Regions from separate parts of the Capra hircus genome. Here region 1 is linked to region 2. The links are chromatin contacts, called in public Hi-C maps. All regions are on one chromosome and are shown on one strand. The core of a region is the stretch at or near the end of the contact, and the rest is flanking DNA. Distances in the headings are between cores, read along the strand shown.

Region 1 (5,490 bases), core at 2,533-5,032, 460 kb after region 2:
GAAAATCCATAGAAAGCTATGACAGTGGAGAGATGTTTGGACTGGGAATAAATATCAATTCTTGTCAAATTGGTAGTGGGTATGGAATTTCTTTAAGGGTGAAGAAAATATTCTGGAATGTGATAGTAGTAATGTTTGCACAACCTTGTGAATATACTAAAAACCACTGAATTGTACACTTTAAAGGGTGAATTTTATGGTATGTAAATTATGTCTTGATTAAAAGAAAATCCTGGTTCCAGAATTTTATGCCCTTTTGGAGCTCTAATCCTTTCCCCCCAGGTTTACTGAGGTATAACACATAACATTGTGCAATAGGGGAGACCTGGGTTTGATCCCTGGGTCAGAAAGATTCCCTAAAGAAGGGAATGGCTACCCACTCCAGTATTCTTGCCTGGAGAATTCCATGACAGAGGAGCCTGGCGGGTTACAATCCATGGGGTGGCAAAGAATCAGACACAACTGAGCAGCTAATATCCAACAGTAAAAGTTGTGTAAGTTCAAGATGTACAATGTGATGATTTTGATGCCTGTATACATTGTAAAACATTATCTCAATAAAGTTAGTCAGCACATCCAGCACCATTTATGCTACATAGACTAGATCAAAGCAATAAGTATAAAATGCATGCTAGGATTTCACTTTCACTTTTCACTTTCATGCATTGGAGAAGGAAACGGCAACCCACTCCAGTGTTCTTGCCTGGAGAATCCCAGGGATGGGGGAGCCTGGTGGGCTGCCATCTATGGGGTTGCACAGTCGGACGCAACTGAAGCAACTTAGCAGAAGCAGTGGCAGCAAGGAAATAAAAGCTATTATGTAATTTCCAATGAAAAGAGTAGGATACTGGGACAACTGACTATCCATTTGGAGAAAGAAAATTTTCTTCAAGATTTTCTGCAAATTTATTGGCCATTCATATTTCTAATTTTGTGATCTGTCCTTTAGCAACTTCGCGTTTAGGTGTGACTGTCTTTATGAATTTTTAAGTGTTCTGAGATTTTGAATTCTTTACTTTTCATAAACGATGGGAACATATCCCCCAAGTTTTCACATGCCGCTCAACTTTATTTGTGGGTTTCCTTTTAGTACAGAGAAACTGAGAACTATTTTAGTCAATTTATCAATCTCTTCCTTCTCGGTGTCTTCATTTTGTTTTTTTAATTAAAAAATTACGTATTTACTTTGGCTGCACTGGGTCCTCGTGGCTGCATGGTCTTTCCTTGCTCTAGCTGCGGCGAGCGGGGGTTACTCTTGCTGGTGGTGCTCCGGCTTCTCACTGCGGTGGCTTCGTTCCTGGGGCATGGGCTCCAGAGCGCAGGCGTCACTGGTTGCAGCACATGTGCTCAGCAGTTGCGGAGCACACGCTTCAGCTGCTCTGAGGCACGTGCAATCTTCCCGGACCTGGGATCCAATCCATATCCCCTGTATTGGCCGGCAGGTTCTTATCCACTCTACCACCAGGGGAATCCCTTCTTTTAAATCACTGGTCTTAAAAATCTCCTTTCCGACCCTAAAATTATTTACATACTTTTTTCCTGGTATTTTTGTAATTTTCTTTTGCATTAAAAAGGTTCGTCCATTTGCCCGCTGTACAGCACAGGGAACTCTGCTCAGCCTTATGTGGCAGCCTGGATGGAGGGGAGTTTGGGGGAGAATGGCTGAGCCCCTTCGCTGTTCACTTGAAATCATCAGAACATTGTTAACGGGATAACCTCAATACAAAACAAAAAGTCCAAAAAATTTAGACCATTTGAATATGTTTGATGTTGTAGGACAGGAAGTAGCAATTTTCTTTTTCTTTTCTCCCCGCAGTGGATAGTGAGTTGCGCCATTATTCTCTACTTTCCACTGGGATTCCATTTATCTCTTTTTCTTGCCTGGTTGTTCTGATTAGAACTTTTGTACTATGCTGAATAGGAGTTGTGAGAGTGGGCACTTTTGTCTCATTCCTGATTTTATAGGAAAAGCTTTCCCACTTTCACCAGTGAGTGTGATGTTAGCAATGAGTTTTTTAGATATAGTCTATGTTATGTGAGCTATGTCTCTTCCACATTCGGTTTCTTAAGAGCTTTGATCATGAAAGGGTGTTGAGTTTTGTCAAATGCTTTTTCTGCATCTATGGAGAGGATCATATAATTTGTATGCTTCATTCTATTAATGAGATGTATCATGTTCCGTAGCTACTTAAGTAAGTTTCCCAAGTTCTTAACACTTCAGTTTTTCCATTGTAAATTGAAGGGAGTTTATTAGAGCAAAGCTTTTCATACTGTGGTTTGCAATTCCTTGGTGAGTGGGAAAATCAGTTTAGTGGATGGCAAGCAGCATCCTTTAAAAAATGAAACAAATATATGAGCATATTTGTTGCTGTTGCTTAGTCACCAAGTTGTGTCCGACTCTGCAATCCCAAGGACTGTAGCCTGCTGGGCTCCTCTGTCCATGGAATTTTCCATGCAAATGGAGACATAGCAAATAGATTTTTTTTCTTTTAGGATTTTTTTAAAAATGTGGATCATTTTTAAAGTCTTTATTGAATTTGTTACAATATTGCTTCTGTTTTCTGTTTTGGTTTTTTGGCCATGAGGCATGTGGGATCTTAGTTCCCTGACCAGGGTTCGAACCCATGCCCTCTGAATTGGAAGCAGGGTGTCTTACCCACAAGATAGGTGGAAAAAATTTTTTTAATTCTTTTTTTTTTTTTTTGTAAGGAGCATGGTATGCAATGGAGATAACAGTTTTTGTAATTTGGTATAAGGATCATATCCTTAACACCAACTTAAGACTCAAGTCATTTTTTGTTGAAATGATAATTTTGACAAGATGATAAAATAATTAGAATGACGCCACGTCTGCAGCTCTGGTGGTATAGTTATCTGGTATCACTGCGTGCTTTTCTCCTGCTACTTCATCCCTCAAGTTGGTTTCCCAAAGCCCCAGCACAAATGGCTGCCTGGTCGTTTCCAGTGTGAGGACCGTGTCTTACACTTTTGTATGTCCTCTAAAGTATCTAGAGCCATGCCATGCATGCAGACGGTGCTAAATATGTGCTTGAGCAACGAATATATACATGAAGCTGGTTTGGAAGAGACCTAGGAATACTTTCTTTGTTAGAAGTGGAAAAGGATGCCTCAGCACTGGGATGTCAAGAACGACAGTCCCGTGCGGCAGTGCTGAGAAGCAGCAGACAGCAGGGCAAAAATGCAGTAAAGTCCCCTACCTACAGACCAGTTCTGTTCTGAGATCGTGTTCATTTCAGTCTAACAGAATGAGCCCAGGTACTCAGCCAACACGACCAACTATGTAGTACTGCCCTGTAATAGGTTTATAATACTTGTCACACAAATAATATTTTTTTAAAAAACAAACACACAAAATAAAGAGAATACTTGGAATTTTACAGTACAGTACCTTGTTGTACTATACTACAGCTGGCATACAGAGGTTGGCATCGAGTGAACAGGCAAGAAGACACACTGCCTGGAGGAGGGAGAGGAGGAGGGAGATGGTAGAGCTGAAGGATCATCAGCAATAGGAGACGACGGAGGGCGAGCTGCAATGTCACTCCCGTCTGAAGCTGATGGAACCCTCGCTCGCATCTTTGAAGGTTCGAAACTTGAAGGCTCGTGTGTAGGAGGCTTACTGTATGTAGAGGCGACCCAAAGGCCGCCCAAGGAAATGAAGGCAAACTGGGACCCGGAGACTAAGGGCAAGTTAGGGAAGGGGTGATGTCATCAGAACAACAGTAAGGGAAGACAGTTTTGGCAGCAGACTTTGAAGAAGAAAAAAAAAAAAGGAGAGAGAGGGGAAAAAGGAAACGGGAAAAGGAAGTCTGCTCAGCACGCAGGATGACATTGGGGTGGGAGGGGAGCTTCCTGTCACAGCTTGATGTTTGCAGCATCTGGTCACCTCTCATAACAAGGAGACTTTAGAAACCTGAGCTTTCTCAAGCCGCCGGTTTACAATACGTCCGGATTCCATGGCCTAACAGTGCTGGCAGACGGGCACATCCGAAGGCAGAAACAAAACACAGATGGAAGACAAATGTGTCTCTTACACTGAGGCCATTCCCATTAGTTTTTCCTATTTGGAAAAGTATATAGGCTTCCCGTGGTTTTGGAATTTACTAGTTTTGTGTTGAAGTGTTCCAAGTTTTCTTTTAATAAAGTGAGTTGCAGATCGTGACATGTGGCTAAGAGACCGGCAAAGAAAACAGTTGTTTCCAAAGCTAGTGATTTTTTCCACGACCTATTTTTCTGTTGCATTAATTTTTGCAAGATCCCGCACCTTACTACATTTACAGTATGGGTCCAAGTTTTCCTCAACGGCATTGTGCCCTCTAGTGTTTGTTAGTATATCATGACGGTTATGTTGGAGTTTTAAAAAGTGGTCAAAGGTGCACCGACTTGAAGAGTAGGAAAGATAATAAGGATTTCCACCTTATCATCTCTATCAGTCAGTAGAAGTGTGGCTATGTTATGGTAACAAATCTCAGTGGCTGAAAAAAACAAGTTTTTTCTTTTTCTTTTTTTTTCTAGCAGAAGGTATCAGGCAGGCTGCTCACACCTGTCTACATGCAGCATCTTGGGATCCGGGTTTCCCGCGTATTGTGAACTCTGTCACGTGGGGACTCGGCAGGACAGGGAAACACACGGAGAAGGCCTGCTGGCTCTCACCTGCTCTACCTTGGAAAGAAAACGTGTCACCCTGCTACTTTCCACTGGCAGGAAAGTGTCCCCAGCCCAATAACCAGGCAGCCTGGAGAGACACAGGGGAGACCTGGGGGGCACCAGCGGCCCCTGCTAAATCTTCTATGGGAACGCTTGGGAATGAACGCATGAGAAATTCCAGCTGTATTACTTTGGGAAATATTTTTGAAGTTTTCCAGCAGGAGATTATTCAATCAAAAAGAGAATAACAATAGCAGTTTTAATGTTCATAATTCTTTATCTTTCAATATGACACTCAAAATTAAATATCCCTTCTGTGCAAGAGCAGAAGTGTAGGGATAGACTTTTTTTTTTAAGATTTTTGATGTGGACCATTTAAAAAATCTTTATTGAATTTGTTACATTATTGCTTCTGTTTTTTGTTTATTTTTAATGTTTTGGTTTTTTGGCTAGGAGGCATGTGGGATACTAGCTGCCTGATCAGGAATTGAACCCAGACCCCCTGCATTAGAAGGTGATGTCTTAACCACTGGACTATCAGGGAAGTCCAAGGGACAGACTTTTAAGTTACAGTCTCTGTTCTGGTTGACTTTTGTGTGAAATAAAATGTCTCTTCCTTCCCTATTCTTTGTGACAACTACCCTACTCCTACAGCCTCCCTTCCTTAGATGTTTAAGTTGTGATTTTATTTTTAACGACTTCTTTCCAACTTTGATTTGGAAAGCTGTTACTCAAGCTGTTCTTTTTACTGATATCCCATCTTGGAGACATATATTGCATTTATCTGAGGAAGTTTGCTAATTTTATCTATTATTAGGGAAA
Region 2 (5,306 bases), core at 1,594-4,093:
TCTATTCTAAGAATAAAAGCAAATTAAAAAACAATATTTACTAATCTTCCAGCAAAATTTTAACAATAAATAAAGGAAAAACATACTTACAATTTCTTCTTCTAGAACACCTCTAAAAGCCTGGTCAAGGGTACATTTTTTTTCATTTTCACTATTAAAAACAAAAAACACCTGCATTTTTAAAACAGCTCAGGGTAAGTATAAAGATTTCAATGAGCCCATGTCATGGATATTAATACCTTACCTTCCAGGTAACTGGCTAAAGGTATTCAACAAGGGCTTGATATTTTTGCTGTTCAGGGCCTCTCTCGTAGATTTCTAGAAGAAAAAAAAAAAAGCACATAAGTTGAAGGAATTTTTGTTCACTGAGAAACATACCACTCATTAATTGTATGTCTAACTAAAAAATGTTTATACCTGAGAAAAATTACCTGTCAGTCAGTTCAGCAGTAATTCTCATTCAAATGCTACTTTCTCATCACTTGAAGCTTGTTGAGAGCTTCCAAGCTCAGTTTTCTCATTCCAGGTTTCCCGGCTTACTTTTCCTTTAAATATGCTATTCATTCTGCTTTAAAAAATATCTCTTAAGTGGCCCCTTATTTATAGGTTTTGTTTCACAGCTTCCTCTAAAGGTCCTTAATAATGTTATCCCACTCAATCTATCCAACCTTACTTCCCAGTAACCCCAAACATATACTCTCCCCTAGGCTGTAGCCTTTTTCCCATCATTTTCTATCAAGTTCACTCTAGTGTATCCATGCACATTGTTTTTCCCACACGCTCACGCAAATTCTATCCATTCTTCAAGACTCAACAGAAGTCCCACCTCCTCTAGGTAGCTTGCACAGCACAGTCCCTGACATCAAGTAAACACTGATGTCTTAAAGTACTAAACCTGCTGACTGTCACAAAGTAGTCGTAACTGAAGAAGAAAAATACTGCCAAGTCATTCACTCTGTGAAAATTCACATACACTTGGAAAATCCTCTTGTTACCTCCCAGAAGTTACATTTATACTGGAAACGGTCCATTCCTGACTCTGTGAGTAGGCTGTGTAATCTTGGTGCGTGCAAGCTCAGTGGTGTCCGACTTTTCGTGACCCCATGGACTGTACCCCGCCAGGCTCCTCTGTCCATGGGATCCTCCTGGCAAGAATACTGGAGCAGGTTGCCATTCCCTTTTCCAGGGGATCTTCCCCACCCAGGCAATGAACCCACATCTCCTTTGCCTCCTGCACTGGCAGTTGGGAAGTTCGTAATCTAGAACATACCCCTTTGTCTCTGTGCTTCATTTTCCTCACCAGTTACATATATGGGTTGTTGTAGATCCTTATTACCACCAGCAGCAGTGGCATCACCTGAGAACTTGTTAGAAATGCAGAATCTCAGGCCCCATTCCTACGGAACCAGAATCTCATTTAACAAGATCCCCAGGTGATCCCAACCCATGCTCAATCTTAAGAAGCACCGGGCTAGATGATCTCCTATCAAATGGTCCCTTCCAGGACTGATATGACCTTGGACACACCTAACAGTTTCTCCTCGCAGAATTACAGAAAACTAGGATGAACACAGTCAAACGACTTAGAACAGGGTTCTTCATTTGCTGATGGGCAACATAAAAAGATTACTGAGTCTGAAGTCAGAGAAAACAGTGAAGCAAATAATTTAACTTTTATGTTTTCAAACTATGGTGCTGGAGAAGACTCCTGAGAGCCCCTTGGACTGCAAGGAGATTAAAGCCGTCAACCCTAAAGGAAATCAACCCTAAATATTCTTTGAAAGGACTGATGCTGAAGCTCCAAACTTTGGCCACCTGATGCGAAAAGCCGACTCACTGGAAAAGACGCTGATGCTGGGAAAGACTGAAGGCAAGAGAAGGGGGTGGCAGAGGATGAGATGGTTGGGTGGCATCACCGACTCAATGGACATGAATTTGAGCAATCTCCGGGACATGGTGAAGGACAGGGAAGACTGGCATGCTGCAGTCCATGAGGTTGCAAAGGGTCGGACACGACTTAGCGACTGAACAACAACATAAGCGGGGGCTGGGGGGCGGGCTGTCTCAGTTTCTATCTCATCTACTGTGGATAATTAAACACCCTACTTCACAGAGCTATTCTGAGTTAAATAAGCTAAGATCAAAACGCTCTGTAAAGTGTTTCCCCAAATGCTTAAATTACTGTTCCGCAAGGCGGAAGAATAAAATGACAGCTGACAACCCTTCCCAAGCTGATCAGTTTGCCTCGCCCCACTTAGGACCGTCCTTATCGATCTCTAAGAGTGAGATACAAAGGGTTAAAGGGTGATGAATGAGCGGCGAGAAGAGCCACCTGGCAGTTAGAAGGCGGGGCGGGAGCCTGTTCTCTGGACTAAAACCATTCTCGCCTTCCCTCTAGAGAAGCCCCCTGCCAGTTCTGGAAACACCCGCCTGGCTAAGCGAGCACCGCAGAGAAGCAGGAACCAAAAGGAGGTAGTCTGCGGGTGAGCCCTCCACGGAGGGCGGAGGGTTCCGGGACTCGCCAGCGGAAAGGAGGCGGCGGACCGCAGAGGACTCTTGGAAGAGGCAGGTAAAGCGCCTTTGCCGCCTCCCCAGCCCACGACAGGGCCGGGAACCCGTCGCCGCGGCGCAACGCCTCTGTCCCCGCTTTACCCCAGCGCAAAATTCAAGTAATTTCAGGGACAGGAGAGCAACAAATAGCGTTGGTCCGGGGCCGCGCCCACCGGTCCGCAACTCACCGTAAACCGCGTCCGCGCTTCGGGCAAACTGAAGAGCGGCGGCGTCGGAGACATCTTCTTGGCTGCGCGTGCCCGCCACTTCGTCGCGGCGCCCGCGGATGACGTCAGGCCGGGAGCAACGAGAGTGCCGGCTCCGTGCGCGGCTAGAGCGGCTTGTGGGCGCAGGGGCGGGTCTGGTGGCGTTTGGGAGCTTCCCTGGTGACGGAGGTCGGGAGGGTGTTGGGAGCTAGGGTTAGCCACTCAACGCCCGATCCGCGTTCGTGGTAACAACCCGTGGGGTGACTGCAGACGCGCGGCCTCGCCCTGTACACGCTGTGGGTTACAAGCCGGGACGCGCGGGCTCTTGGCGGGGGTTTTCCTGGTTTGGGAAGTCGGGTGAATGGCGGCTGGTTACGGCTCGATGGGCCGCAAGGGAAGGTAGTCGTTGTCTGAGAATCCAAGTCAGGCGGCTTATCCGGGAGCTCCGGGCTGGGGAGGTGACGGCAGTGGCCGTCAGATCAAAGTCCTTCTTCCCGCAGGAGTGGTCCCAGCTCCGGATTCGCGCATCTGCCTTGCAGGTCGCGGGCCCTGTAGCTCAGGTGGGGTTCCATCTTCTGAGAAATAAAAATAATGCTTGTATCCCTGGGCTGTTGAGGAGCGTAAATGAAGTCGTGAAAGCAAGCGTGGCTTGTGTAGCAACGTAATGTGTGGGGATTCGTTCATTTTGCTGGCAGATAGAGCGCTCTACTGTAACAAGGAAGATTGTGGAGGAACGCAGTACTCGCCGCTGATTGGATAGTCGGTGGCGCCAAGTCCCAGGGTTAAGGCACCTGTTGCAAGACCTAGTCTTCTGCCCACTTTCCTCCCTCGTCTCCATTCACTTGGCCAATGAGAAGCCAAGGGGCAGTCGTCTTTCCATTGGCATTATGCGGTGGGGGAAGAAGCACTGACCCAAACACTTGCTACCAGCTCTTACCCACCTGCACGTGTTCCTAAGTGAAAGCCTGGCGTGCTTTACCTGGTTCCCTTCGTGGATATCCAGCGAGAGTACAGGATGCTAACAAAAATATAACTTTGCATAATCTTGTACCTAAGTGGGAATTGTTAACAGTGATGGCTACCTGGAGCGTTGCAGGTTTTTTCAGAATCAATAGAATCGTTCAGGTTTGATTGTACAACGTACATTGCCAAATTGCTCAGATCAACTGGTATTAACTGATTTAAGAGCTGGTGTAATCGGATTGTTATCATATTATGGATGATTGTTCAGTTCATTCGCTCAGTCGTGTCCAACTCTTTGCGACCCTATGAATCCCAGCAGCCAGGCCTCCCTGTCCATCACCAACTCCCGGAGTTTACCCAAACTCATGTACATGGAGTCGGTGATGCCATCCAGCCATCTCATCCTCTGTTGTCGCCTTTTCCTCCTGCCTCCAATCCCTCCCAGCATCAGGGTCTTTTTCAATGAGTCAACTCTTCGCATGAGGTGGCCAAAGTATTGGAGTTTCAGCTTCAGCATCATTCCTTCCAATGAACACCCAGAACTGATCTCCTTTAGAATGGACTGGTTGGATCTCCTTGCAGTCCAAGGGACTCTCAAGAGTCTTCTCCAACACCACACTTCAAAAGCATCAATTCTTTGGTGCTCAGCTTTCTTCACAGTCCAACTCTTACATCCATACGTGACCACTGGAAAAAATATAGCCTTAACTAGACGGACCTTTGTTGGCAAAGTAATGTCTCTGCTTTTTAATATGCTGTCTAGGTTGGTCATAACTTTCCTTCCAAAGAGTAAGTATCTTTTAATTTCATGGCTGCAATCACCATCTGCAGTGATTTTGGAGCCCAAAAAAATAAAGTCTGACACTGTTTCCACTGTTTCCCCATCTATTTGCCATGAAATGATGGGACCAGATGCCATGATCTTCGTTTTCTGAATGTTGAGCTTTAAGCCAACTTTTTCACTCTCCTCTTTCACTTTCATCAAGAGGCTTTTTAGTTCCTCTTCACTTTCTGCCATAAGGGTGGTATCATCTGCATATCTGAGGTTATTGATATTTCTCCCAGCAATCTTGATTCCAGCTCGTGCTTCTTCCAGCCCAGCGTTTCTCATGATGTACTCTGCATATAAGTTAAATAAGCAGGGTGACAATATACAGCCTTGACATGCTCCTTTTCTGATTTGGAACCAGTCTTTTGTTCCATGTCCAGTTCTAACTGTTGCTTCCTGACCTGCATATAGGTTTCTCAAGAGGCAGGTCAGGTGGTCTGGTATTCCCATCTCTTTCAGAATTTTCCACAGTTTATTGTGATCCACACAGTCAAAGGCTTTGGCATAGTCAATAAAGCAGAAATAGATCTTTTTCTGGAATGCTCTTGCTTTTTCGATGATCCAGTGGATGTTGGCAATTTGATCTCTGGTTCCTCTGCCTTTTCTAAATCCAGCTTGAACATCTGGAAGTTCACAGTTCATGTATTGCTGAAGCCTGGCTTGGAGAATTTTGAGCATTACTTTACTAGCGTGTGAGATGAGTGCAATTGTGCGGTAGTTTGAGCATTCTTTGGCATTGCCTTTCTTTGGGATTGGAA

The links. Hi-C and Micro-C count contacts between places; a contact is called where the count stands out from the background.
Region 1: a Hi-C map of blood shows a contact between it and region 2, with 10 times the contacts expected there. The contact joins the enhancer-like site here to the promoter of THOC1 in region 2. A contact is called at or near these places in 2 of 5 Hi-C or Micro-C datasets (both in blood).

What each region holds. Positions count from the first base shown.
Region 1 is chr24:36,003,454-36,008,943 of ARS1.2, forward strand. No RefSeq gene overlaps it. Among named protein-coding and RNA genes, the nearest start is that of TRNAC-GCA, 12 kb to the right of the region's middle. Within about 2 kb of position 3,783, at least 3 of the 5 cell types and tissues checked have an H3K27ac peak or open chromatin away from gene starts, as enhancers often do.
Region 2 is chr24:35,547,903-35,553,208 of ARS1.2, forward strand. It overlaps THOC1 (THO complex subunit 1), which reads right to left and starts at 2,844. Exons shown (of 21, transcript XM_018039482.1): 1 at 2,739-2,844; 2 at 245-318; 3 at 91-151. The coding sequence starts at 2,792.